Regions from separate parts of the Urocitellus parryii genome. Here region 2 is linked to region 1. The links are chromatin contacts, called in public Hi-C maps. All regions are on one chromosome and are shown on one strand. Each heading gives the region's core, a stretch centred on a gene start, on an enhancer-like site or on the middle of the called end of the contact. The rest is flanking DNA. Distances are from core to core; before and after follow the strand shown. Region 1 holds the start of Rab30 (RAB30, member RAS oncogene family). Region 2 holds the start of Ccdc90b (coiled-coil domain containing 90B).

Region 1 (2,699 bases), core at 143-2,642:
AGGTCCATTCATTTCCAAGGTTGTAAATCTCTCTGCTAAGACTGGCCCCATCTGTTCTAGAGTCTGCCAGCTGTTTATCTCAAAGTAACATATTTATTGCACTGATCATCTCTTTACCTCTTAAAAGACAGCCAACATCATACAAGCTCTGTATGCTTTTATTCCCCTATTAAATGTGTTAGTTTGTTTAAAAACAACCACTACCATCAAACTGAGCACAACACCACTATGCTCCTTGGCTTCCCTGGCCATGATCACTCTTCCTATCAGCAATGGCAAATGAAGGTTGATAACACTAACTTTCCCTTTCCCTAACGTGTTAAAATAAACCCGGGTTTCCCTAATCGATCCCGTCTGCAAACCGTTATTTGTGAGTGGTGACTGTGCCTCGGGAAACAGCAGCTCATTATGGTACCATTGTCAGTGGCAAGGAGCCTATTGCAATGTAATTTAAAACACTCACACAAGCACAAATCTGTCGGCTCCACTTCCAAACAATCCCGAATCCTGCAGTCAGGAGAACGGAGAACACTTTAAAATGCTGCTTCCAGCAGCCTAACAGAACCTTCCTCAGACACGTGAAATGTTTCTGACTAGCACGGAGTGCACCATTAAAGGACACTGTCACCTCAAATCAGCAGAAAAGGAGAGACAAACGGCATAGGCATACACACATAAAATAAAGCCCTACGAAACTTAAGCTGCTCAAAAAGAAACATACACCTCTTTAAAATGAATAGCGTGTGCTCGTCCAAGCGACATATAAATGTTCTAAAGTAGTGCGACCACATTAAATCACTGTCTCCATTTCTCCCCACGCATCACCCCTTCCCACTCAAACCTCAGCACTGTGACAGGACTGCAGTCCCCCACCTCTGCCCTCCTCTGATTTTCCAAGAGCACTTCCCAACATCCTTCCCAGCCCAGCCCCCTCTGCCAGCCTCAAAAGGTTGAGGGGAGTTGCGACGAGGGAATTGGCAGGCACCGGTCCTCTGGCGGGTGTACGTTACTGGAGTTCTTTGCAGTGACCCAAATTGCACAGAGCTTTTCCCTTAGCAGCGCCCGTGAGAACCTCCAATTCCCCCCGCCCCCATCTTCCCAAAAGAAAGCCTTAAGAACTAAGCGGGAGGAATAACTTGGGAGGACCATTTGAATAAATCACTTTAACTCACCTGGTTTGGGATTTTTCTCCCCACCCCAGGCATAAACAGAAATGATGTGGGAAAGAGTCACGCACGCAAGGGAAGGTACTGCGATGTCCTAAGTCCAAGGGCTGGAGTCGGTCCCTGCCCTAGTGCTGCTGCTACTCTGAGCTCAGCTGGAGCGAGCGGCAATCGCAAGCCCAGCAGCAGTAGGGGGGTGGATAGACCGTAGCACAATGAATGCAGTGGGGTTTTTGCAATGACATCATCCCTCTGTCCAAAGCGGCCCCAATAGCCATGCTCGGGAGAGGTGCATTCTGGGTATGGTAGTCTTCTTGCGTCCGGGAGAGACACCGAGTCTACCTCCGGAACTACAATGCCCAAAATGCGCCAAGGTCGGACGCGCCCGAGCGAGGGAGCGGAGGCGACTCGGCCGCCATGTTAGGAGTGCCGGGAGGACTCCACGGACCGGCGCGGAGGTTCAGGGAGCGCGGGATCCGAGTGGTGGTGCGGTGGGGACGGTGAGGTGGAGAGTAAGCCGATGGGAGAACCTTGGGCCCCGATCCGGTGGGGAGCCGGGTGGAAGCCGCCCTGGGGACTGATGTCCTGCGGGTCCAACTGGGGGTGGCATCTTTATGGAGGCCGAGTGAGCCTCCGCCTCACGGTCCTGCAGGGTTGCATGGAGCCCCACGCCTCCCGCCCCATTTTCTAAGGGATTGAAGGAGTTGTTTTACTTCTGGGAGTGGAGGCTCCCTTAGACTGGCTAGCAGGACCGTCGCGGTGGATGCCTCTGCTGAGGTGCTGGCGGCGACCCGCGCGCCTTTAGATGGAGAAGCCGGCTTCCACCCAAGGAGTTGGGAGAAACTTTGTCCTTATTTGTGTCTTCTTGCTATTTATTTGCAACAATCATGCCCCCTCTACTAGGTTTGGGCCTTCACTTATTTCTCATACGGAAGTGATTTGCAAAGGTCTTAAAAGAAACCGTTATTGGAAGGTACGGGATAGAAGGGAACATTGCTTTGGCCTTGAAGATGAGAAAAAAACATGGAGCAGCCTAAAGGAGAAACACCCAGTTGAACGACAACTCACTGACTGGAGAAAGCAGGGAGGTTGAAAGGGCATATTATTTATAGGCTTACCGAGGGCGGGTGAACTGATCCGGAGTAACACTGGTTCTTGGATAAACGAAGTGGATGCTAAGTTGATTAACATGGATTGCCGGTTTATTTTAAAAATTCATTTACTATGTGGTATTCCATACGTATGACTGCTTTAAGAACTTTTAAGTCATTTTGCCCAGTCTCTTAAATGAACTGTATTTTTTTTCCCAATTGTGTTACTAAAACAGAATTGTATGTTTGTTCTTTTCCAGAGTCTGTCTACACTATGGAAAGATGGGAAATTTCATTTCCTGCTGAGGGTGTCTCAAGGGTTAAAGAAAATGCTGTTATCTGTGCTTCCCCCACCCACTTCTCCCTTTTGCACTTTATTCTGAGAACAGAATTAACTGTGGCTTTGGGGGGTTAGTGGAGGTATGCACTATATCTCTATTAGGAC
Region 2 (2,699 bases), core at 83-2,582, 180 kb after region 1:
ATGTGTATATATGTTCAACACCCAAACTATGTAATGGAAAACTTCCTGAATGATCCTGGCAGCTAAACAGCAAGCTTACAGATGGAGGATCAACAAGTACAGGTTTTTGACTGCAACTGGTGTCATTGTGTCAAAGGAAAAAACAAAACAAAAAAACAACACAACGTGGAGGTGGGAGAGATGTGTTTGTGTACTGTCTCAGTTAACCTAGTACAAAAGATTCACGAGGTGCACAGAGAATGCTAATGTTGGTATGAAGTGTCTACTTTGTGGAAAACCTTTTTAAAGAGTCAAAAAAATTGAAAAAGTTGGGAAAAAAAAAACACAACACACAACCCTGTAAATATTTATCAAAGTCAGATGTTCTTCAGGACACACTGCGAACAGAAGTACCAAATAGTTCTAAACTTGTTGGTGCCAGCTTTTATTTATTTTAATGGCTACTATGTGATTGTAAAGGACTGAACATGTACGTGTGCCAGATACGTGTGCGCGGTCTACCAAAAACTTAGGTTACAGACCAACAACTGAAGAGACTTATTTCTGAACGGGTCCTAAAAGAAATAAGGGTTTCCCCACACACAGATCACGTTTGCTCCAGACAGACCAACGAAATTACTGGCCTCATGTGACAGAAAAAAAGAAGAGCTCAGAAGAGGAAGGCGGCCACTTCCCAGTACTGTCTTACGCGTTCCAGTCCCCAGCGGTGAGCCAGGGCAGCGGGGTTGCCAGCGCCAGACATGGCAGGAGGAAGGCGTGGCACCCTTGCCTCCGGCTAACCCCAGCGGGCGCGACCCACCGGAATCATCTCTCTAGACAGTACTCTAGGCATCGTGGCACGATACCCCAGCTCACCTCTCCGCAGGGCCGGCGAGAAACGCCCGCGGGGAGTTGAAACCCAGTGGCCCCCGCTGCCTCCAGACCGCAGGAGCCGCCAAATGCAGCGACTCCTCATGTTCCAGAGATGTCCGGTAGGCCAGAAGAAGCGGAAAACCGGCTGGAGCTCGCTTAGGCTTTCGGGAATAGTTCTGGTACCGCAAGAATGCTGGGAAATGTAGTTTCCGGTCTGTCACGCCCTTCGGGTATTCGAACCTGGATCCCGCGAAGGGTGTTTTTTCCCCCAGTAGGACCTACAATCCACTAGCATAGTTCAGAGGCCCTACTTTTCCCATCACTTCGTCCCAACCTATGTATGCCTTCACCGCCCTAAGAAAACGGGATCTCGGAGAACATTCTGGCACCTGTTTTTTGACATCAAATATAATCCAACAGCAGTCTCCCCACATATGGGCGGCGGCCATTACGCCCTGCGGAATGGTGGCCGACCCAACTATCTAAATGCACAGCAGTCGGGGACCTGCAGTCGGCGGCCGCGAAGCGTTCTGGGGAATGCGTAGCACGTAGCCCACGCCACTGTCTGGGAAGCTTGGTTGTCCCGCTCGGGGCGCGTTCTTGCTGCTTCACGCCCTGCTGCTTCGCCCTCTGTAGCACTGGAGGACTAACTGTTTTAGACCGTGTGGTGCCTCTCCTCAGGAAAACGGATTTCCTCCGCTTTTCTTGGGTGGGCATAGTTTCCATTCTTTATCTCCCAGACCTCAGTTACTCCGGCCTTGCTTCATATGATAAAATGCTGAAAATAATGTACAGTAACTGTGTTCGGAGGCTTTAATATAGATCCTAAAATGGTTCACAATCTTTAGGATTTTAGCGATTAATTAGGTTACCTATGTTCAAAACTTCGCGAGGACTACTTAACAAGTACCAATCTAAGCCCTGTAGCATAATTAAAGAACAAAACTTTAATTCCGCCAGTACTTATTTTAACAGACAATTCATGGAGAGAGATATAAATAGCTCTTTTAAAAATTGGGTTTGGGGGCTGCGGTTGTGGCTCAGCGGTAGAGCGCTCGCCTAGCACTTATAAGGTGCTGGGTTCGATCCTCAGCACCACATAAAAATAAATAAAATATTGTCTCCAACTACAACTAAAAAATATATATATAAAAAATTGAGGTGTGCCCAAATCAAGATATGCTATTTTACCTATCATTTTTAAAAATGATAATCCTTAATGTGAGAAAATTATTATGAAATTAACATAATGTATGTTATTATATGACAATGATATATATGAAACTCTAAAGTAATACCAGAGTTTTATGTCTAAGAAGCTATCTTAAGAAAATAATCACGTATGTAAGGTATTATAAGATCATGAGTATTTTGATGTTATTTAGTCATAAAATTGGAAATAATCTATTAAAAATGATTCAATAACTCACAGAAATGTCTCAAGTTGATATTTATGCAGTCATCAAGTATTTTAAACTTAATGACAACATGGATTTATTGTCTTAGAGACAGCAAAATTGACACATTTTTTTACTTTCCATGGTGTTACAGCCCTGTACCCATTGCAAACTGAAAATAACATATCTTAAAATGCATTTAATACAGCTTCGGACTTAGAATAGTTTGATATATAATTTTGTGATTTGGTGGTGTAAAGGGATATGTATTCAATAGAAATATGCTTCACATTTCAAATTTTGATCTTTTCCTCAGTCTTAAAACATTCTGTAGAATACCCTTGTAATGCAGGCCAGCCTCAGCTGTCAGTGGGAAAGTGATGAGCCTGTGACAATAGCATTCCCCTCATTCAACAGTTAATTTTAACAGTGCTTCAAACATTGTTCAGG

The links. A called contact is a pair of places that touch in the nucleus more often than the background predicts.
Region 2: a Hi-C map of liver shows a contact between it and region 1, with 4 times the contacts expected there. The contact joins the promoter of Ccdc90b here to the promoter of Rab30 in region 1. A contact is called at or near these places in 2 of 2 Hi-C or Micro-C datasets (liver and muscle).

What each region holds. Positions count from the first base shown.
Region 1 is chr4:73,098,667-73,101,365 of mUroPar1.hap1, forward strand. Rab30 (RAB30, member RAS oncogene family) reads right to left here and starts at 1,393. Exons shown (of 5, transcript XM_026384726.2): 1 at 1,173-1,393. It overlaps LOC113179962 (a long non-coding RNA gene), which reads left to right and starts at 1,551. Exons shown (of 4, transcript XR_013343500.1): 1 at 1,551-1,675; 2 at 2,067-2,136; 3 at 2,515-2,674.
Region 2 is chr4:73,280,848-73,283,546 of mUroPar1.hap1, forward strand. It overlaps Ccdc90b (coiled-coil domain containing 90B), which reads right to left and starts at 1,333. Exons shown (of 9, transcript XM_026384707.2): 1 at 856-1,333. The coding sequence starts at 955.